Regions from separate parts of the Hordeum vulgare genome. Here region 1 is linked to region 2. Evidence: chromatin contacts called from public Hi-C data. All regions are on one chromosome and are shown on one strand. The core of a region is the stretch at or near the end of the contact, and the rest is flanking DNA. Distances in the headings are between cores, read along the strand shown.

Region 1 (3,340 bases), core at 603-3,102, 320 kb after region 2:
TGTTTTAAACTTAGAAACGTACTACGGGTTGAATATCGGAAAAGTGAGGGGTGTTTTTGCAAAAATGTCATGACGGACGACAGAAGCGCTTCGCGCTTTATTATTAGGGGAGATTAGGCTTGGGTTGAGCATCATGAGGAAATTCATTTCAAATTGTTACCTCGACCCCCTTTAACAGTATGGTGTTCCTGTGACTCAAGAGTGAAAAAAAATAAAACTGAAAGAATAAATCTTCACGCTTCAAAGTCTTCGAACTGATTTTCTTCAAGACACACCGAATTCCTCATCTTCAATATCTTCATCAGGAATATCAATTCCATCGTAATTTATTCGCGATCCAAATCTTCAGCATCAGACCAATTTCTTCAGCTGAAGATATACATTTTTAGGGGTCGATATTCATCGTATAACTCAAACTCCTCAACGACTTATAGATCCTGTGTACACTCATGAACACATTAGATACTTAACCTATAAGTCTTCAAACCACCAAAATCACTAAGGGCACTAGATGCACTTACAGTATGACAATTATAGAGTCGATCTACCATCAGATCAGATGAACTAAACCCTAGACGACTAGGATAATGATTCTCCTGCTCTACGAACTAAACCCTCTAGTTTATATAAACACGAGGGGTACCTAAGATTACACTTGGTCGGTTGCCATCAGAGAATAAACATGTCGATTCTACCATCTTGACTTGGAGGACACACCAAGGTTTCGGAGGTTTCCTTCATGAACACAAAGTTGTTTTATAGTTCGGCCTTCCATAAAGCGGCCCACCTGTCCGAACCATAAGAGGTAGACCGACAACCCGAGGACCCCTTAATCCCGGGCTCCCTCAGTTGTGCCACCGACTTTCTGAGGATGGAGGCCATATGTTTATGTGATGCAAGGAGGTCAAAAGAATGTGTCGGAGATGCGGTCTTGACCAGGCAACAACTCCTACTGTGTGCGTCCCCCAAAGGCCCGCTTGCTGCAATTTTCAAACTATCTGATTTTGTCAAGATGCACACGATCTGCCTACCATGATCATGGTGGTCCGAGCGAAACAATGCAAACAATTAAATGTAGCAACTTTCGTGGGAGGCTTTTGGAGCACGTATCAGACACATAACTTCTAATTGTGAGAGTTTTTAGGCTGGAAGGAGAAGCAATCCCCAACTCCCGGGAACTTAAATCATAAAGATTAATGTCGATACGACGTTTAGCCGACCATGGACACTCGAGGTGAGGACTCATTACTCATGATAATACCAGCGAGACCATCATGGCCGCGACTATCAAGCTAGTGGACATGGCCAACACACTACATGCTGAAGCACAAGCTATACCAAAGGCTATCCAAATGGCTCAATCATATGGCATGTAGCGTGTGATTGCATAAATCTACAACAAGCCCTCAACTAAGATTTCCAAAGCCATGGGCCTCTTGGTGTGTTGTTCTGCAAAACTAAATTCCTCGCCCATTTAGGTTTTGTAGAACACAAAGTTTTGTAGTGTTATAGGACATGTAATCTTCGAACATACTTGTTTGCTATTTTTGAACCAAATGCGGAGCCTGAAAGCGAGCATGTATGTCAAACAGGCCTTTCGGATGATGTAACCCGTGTTGTGAACGTTAATTTGATCGTTGTACAGTAATATAGAATGCAATGATTAAAAAAACCACAATAACTTCTCTTCCTTGTGATCTATTCCTTCCGTTCCATAATGCAAGTCGTCTTTTAGCATCACAATCGTGTCAATAAACGTCTTACAACGAAGGGAGTAGTTTTATATAATTTGTCTTTCACTAATTCAAGAAAAACCTCGTAAAACTGATGAACTCTCAGCACTCCACTAGGGCAGAAAAATAGAAGTCCTCTCACGCGCCGTCACCACCACGGGCCCTGGAAAGCAGCCAGGCAAAGAAAAGGAGGAAACAAAAGAAAATAAATAGAAAAAACCCTTTTTTGGGGAATCTCGGCTCCCCCAGCGGCAGGCAGCGTCCGGCGCCGACCTCTTGGACCTCTCCTCCGCCATGATGGACCTGGATCCCCGCCTCTACGAGGACGCCGTACGCTCACTCTCCGCACTCCTCATTCTTTCCCCCTCCCCCCACCACTCGTATAACTTCCTTGGTCTTGGTGTTCGCTCGCGAATCCGTTTGGTGTTGGAGATGGGGTTGATGAGGTAGATGGATGAAATTGTTCGCGAATTTGTTCCGACTACTCATTGCTCAGTGTTCGTCTGTTGGATTCGTCTGCGTAGATTTCCGTCTACTGGACTGCCTGGACTGGATGATCTGCTCGTGCTAGGTTTTTTTTTAGTGAGAGAAGGTCCAAAACTTTGGGGATGAGGTTCTTGTGGTAGGAAAAAAGAGAGATCGATTCTTTGTCGATAAGGTGGCTTGTAGCAGCGCAATAGATTGGGACTTCGTCAATTGCCTGGGTTTCTAGTCTAGTGAAACAGAGATTGGAACTTTGTCAATAAGGTACCCTACGGTCCAGCGGAATCAAAGAGACGCTCTGCTTGCGGCATAGGGAGCTTTCTGAGTGTTTAGTGGGTCGCTCCATCGGGGCGATTCCGCAGCGAGCCAGTTTAGCGTTCAACAACATGAGTACAGGTTGCAGAGTATTGAACCACTTGGACATGCTTCTTAATCTGGTATTCTGGCAATGGAGATTTTAGAGTGCTCCAAGTAGTATTGCCCTTATGGCAAACACGGAAGTAGTAGTAGTGACCCTAAAACGATATCCGGTCAGTAGAAAAATGATACCTGATGTTTTACTAGAATCCATGAATTTATGTGCCATTAATTCTGGTGAAACCCCAATGCCATATTTATTACCTGAATCTTATTGGTGGCCTTGAAATTAAACTTCTATACATGCAAGTGCAACCCAACCATTGCTGTCCTGTGCTTGCTATTGGTTGCCGGCCACCAGTCTACCGCAATGTAGCGATTGCTGGTGGATCACATCACCTCATTACCACTTCCCTTCTTTTTGCCACTAGATGCCCGATCCATATAGATGTGCTTTGCTGCTTAGATACCCATGCATATTCACGTTGTATTCATGCATTTGCGAACTCTGACAACGCCTTAATTTCCAAGCACGCACCCTCCCTGAAGCTGCAACTCAACTAGATGCGTGCATCTCAACAGGGAATGGTTCTGTGAAGGAATCTCCCCTGAGTCCTTACCCTTTGTTGAACAGATTCAGTTGTCATTTGTAATTTAACAACTATTAAAGCATGCCAGCTATAAACATTTTTTTTTCAATTGGAATATATCCAGTTGTCATTTGTAATTTCACAAATATCTACACAAATGCTTTTATGATATTAATA
Region 2 (3,578 bases), core at 471-2,970:
TGTTTTTGAGATACTCCCTCTGTAAACAAATGTAAGACGTTTTAGGTCACCAGGTCGACCTAAAATGTGACCTAGTGACCTAAAACGTCTTACATTTGTTTACAGAGGGAATACTTTTGTAATTACTCCCTCTGTCGACTAATATAAGAGCGTTTAGGTCACTGTAGTGATCTAAACGATCTTATATTAGTTGACAGAGGGAATACAAAACAGGTTGTTCTCAGTCCAAAGTGCAGTTATGAAAATTATGGAACAGAAAAACTTGGTTATTCTTCATTGATAATGACTAAAACAGTGGGGAAAAAAAGAAAATCATGTTCTCCACAAAGTAAGAAGGGAAAGGGAACATGATTTACTTTAACAAACACCCATGAAGGCGGCATGCCTTCACCAATAACCCAAGTTACTAGCCCCTGGACATCCTGTGTTACAACCAAATGGTGTGTTAAAACAAAGAAAGAAAAGTCAGTGGTCAATTTGCATCGTGTTTTTGCTATGGAAGGACCTGCAAATTCAATGTGGAATCTGACGTGGCCTCCTTAAAAATAACATCAGGTTTAGCCTGGATAGAATGCAGAAAAAAGAAAGAGACAAGAATTAGTTCTGTAAGAAATAAGGCATAGCTTCGAGTAGCAAATGTATTAATCAGTAAAGTAAGCAGCACGAGAGTACTCTGACCAACTAACAAATAAGCAAATATCCACATGTCCAACTAGACACACATCTGTGATAAAATTGTTGAATATAACCAATACTTACATGCTTCTTCACCTAATAGTCCATTTATACCATGTAGACGTAATTCAAAAAGTTGATCACAGAGAAAACATAGAAGGTTTCTAGTGTTCAGAGAAAACTCTGATAACAAAATAAACGACGTATTCATCGAATTCTAGGTGGGGCGACTTCCTTTTATTTGATGGAAGAAACACTCTTCTGCCCAACAAGGAATTAGTCTAGGTTTTTGCCTCACAGAAGTTCAGTGGAAAAATCCAATATCTCTGTCGCATTTGTACCATATACCTATAGGTAACCACATTTCAACCCTTTAAAAAATCTCTCCCAGAATATGGAGTGAGGCCTCATACATATTTTGGCTCAGCTCCACTAGCAAAAGTCACCCACAAATGCCATCTTCACCATGAGTCACCATAAAATTAAATGATAAGTGTAATGTTGCAATGACACGACCCTCTATTCCAACAAACTAAAACTCCAAAACTTATTTTGGGGTTTCCTAGCAGCAGACTAACACAGCTCCAGGTGGTTATAAACTTCCATGGTTCTGCCTCTCTGAAACAGTGAAGAGAAAAGGGCGGCAATAAAGCACGTACGTCGGGACCGAAGACGTCGTAGTACGTAGAGGCAGCGGGGGCGGCTCCGTCGGAGGGCGTCGACATGTCGGGCGCCGCCGAGGGGGCGAATCTAGAAGTTCTGCCGGGTGCGCACCTGCACGGCCAGAACTTGTGAAGGTCAGTGGGACTTAACTAATCGCTGGATGGGGAAAAAATACTCATACCTCAAAACTCAACTGCGGACGGGGTGGAGACGGCAGGAACGCGATGTCCCGACGAGGAAGAACGGGAGCGGCGATGGCGGCAGCGCGCGTGAGAGGCCGTGGTGGGTGGGGGCGAGGGGCATGAGGGGTGGGATTGAGGCGCCGGCGGTGACGCCGCTAAGGGACGGCACGGCGGCAGCTGTAGGGCTTGGTGGTAGAACAGGGGACAGGAATTTAGGGCGCGTTTGGATCCCTATCGAGTTCGATCGTGGGCCTTCCTGGGCTGGGGAATTTGAGGATTTGCCACAGGTTTGTTTGTACTGGGCACCGCTAGGCATCATATTACATATGTTTGCTACCTATATCAGACTAGTAGAAGACCGTCCGATCAGATGCAGGTAAGTCATCCGATCAGATGGTCAGTAACCCACGAGATTTGTTGGGTTCGCTCATTAATAGGCCAGCATTAAATTTTTTTGGCAGCAACTAATATCTTGAAAAATAAAATTGTCCTTCCATTATTGCTTCTCCGTTGGAAAATAAACCATGCTTTCATAGTATTATTATTGAGTTTATGTCGAAAATAATATTTGATTCAAATATGTTTCTGTCCGAATAATTTTTTTGCTTCCACCCAAAATAAGATTTGTTTCTATCTAACAAAAATTGCATCCAACATATTTGCTTCCAATGTGTTTCGGTCAAATACAAATTTTGCTTCCACCCAAAACGTGATTTGTTTCTACTATCTAACAAAAAAATGCATCCAGTGTATTTGCTTCCAATGTGTTTCTGTCTTATAAAACAATTGCTTCCGCGCAAGATGAGATTTGTTTCTATCCAACAAAAAATTGCATCCAGTGTCAAGCTAATTTTTTTACAATGATGCAAAAGTTTATTCAAGTCTACTCGAATCCAATGGCCCATATATTTGTTTCGGTTAAACATAAAAAATGCTACTTTTCCATTTGATTATTACATATGTTTTCAAGGTAATGGAAATTACAATTCAGAGTGCGCCTTATCGAGTTCAAGCAACATCTTGCCCAACTTCTTTTTGGCTGCCTTCACTCCCCCTTACTGTAGATTCCTAGGATGTCTCGCAAACGCCTTCGTGAACTGGGCTTCAACTGCTGCATACCGCCAATGCATAGCCTTCACTGGGAATACAACAAGAAGTCATCATCTACACCGGAAATTTGCACACATAAGTTCACCAAACACAGCAATCGGCTTGAAGCATAAACAAGATTATTATGAAGGCAATAACAGGTTTGGTTGGTAGCATAGAAGCATACGTATGTTTGATGAAACAATATGGAAAACATATGTATGGTCAAAGCAAAAAAAACTGGCATTTTAAAAGAAAATATGAAGTAGCATGGTATCATAGAATTACATCAACTAGCAGATGGCTTGGAAAACATGTTCGGCTTAATTTTGTTAGGAAGCATGAGAGTATATAATGGAAGGAGCATGAAAAACATAAATAATGAAAGCATAAACTTACATACATGCATACAACCATGGAGAGAGTGCGGGGAGAGGATCTTCAACCTAAAATAAACATGCAAGCACTTCGTATCATGATGTCCACAGTGAATATATACATTACTACTCTATCCATCCGAAATTATTTGTCGCAGAAATAGATAAAAATGAATGTATCTAGAGGATATTCACATTCATCAGGACATGCATCCTTTGCATAAAATGAGAAAAATATGAAGTGGGCTAATTTAAATTCAAAAGGACATATATATATGCTCTCGAAGCAAAAATACTAAATCAAGAAGCACAATTATGGTGTCGTATTGCATCATTACATAAGAAACGCACATATGACACCTAGAAAGCATGGTGCTTTGAAGCAAAAAAAATTAGTAGAACAATATATATGATACTTATTGGAAGCATAGAAATTTGAAAAATGCAAAATAGCATGCTTGCATCAAAGATCTGGGTGCAAAAATTTGTGACACGCAAACAAATTTCATAAAACCAAATTGGGAGTTATGTGGGCATACATCAAAGAAAAGTGTACAAAGAGATGAAATCAACATAGTTATCAATTTATATA

Evidence for each region. Hi-C and Micro-C count contacts between places; a contact is called where the count stands out from the background.
Region 1: a contact with region 2 is called in a Hi-C map of leaf, with 2.9 times the contacts expected there. The contact joins the promoter of LOC123444549 here to the promoter of LOC123444547 in region 2. A contact is called at or near these places in 3 of 6 Hi-C or Micro-C datasets (leaf and seedling).

What each region holds. Positions count from the first base shown.
Region 1 is chr3H:507,626,649-507,629,988 of MorexV3_pseudomolecules_assembly, forward strand. It overlaps LOC123444549 (glucose-induced degradation protein 8 homolog), which reads left to right and starts at 1,853. Exons shown (of 7, transcript XM_045121311.1): 1 at 1,853-2,063. The coding sequence starts at 2,028.
Region 2 is chr3H:507,305,759-507,309,336 of MorexV3_pseudomolecules_assembly, forward strand. It overlaps LOC123444547 (small RNA degrading nuclease 5), which reads right to left and starts at 1,721. Exons shown (of 16, transcript XM_045121309.1): 1 at 1,520-1,721; 2 at 1,335-1,449; 3 at 506-562; 4 at 357-422. The coding sequence starts at 1,400.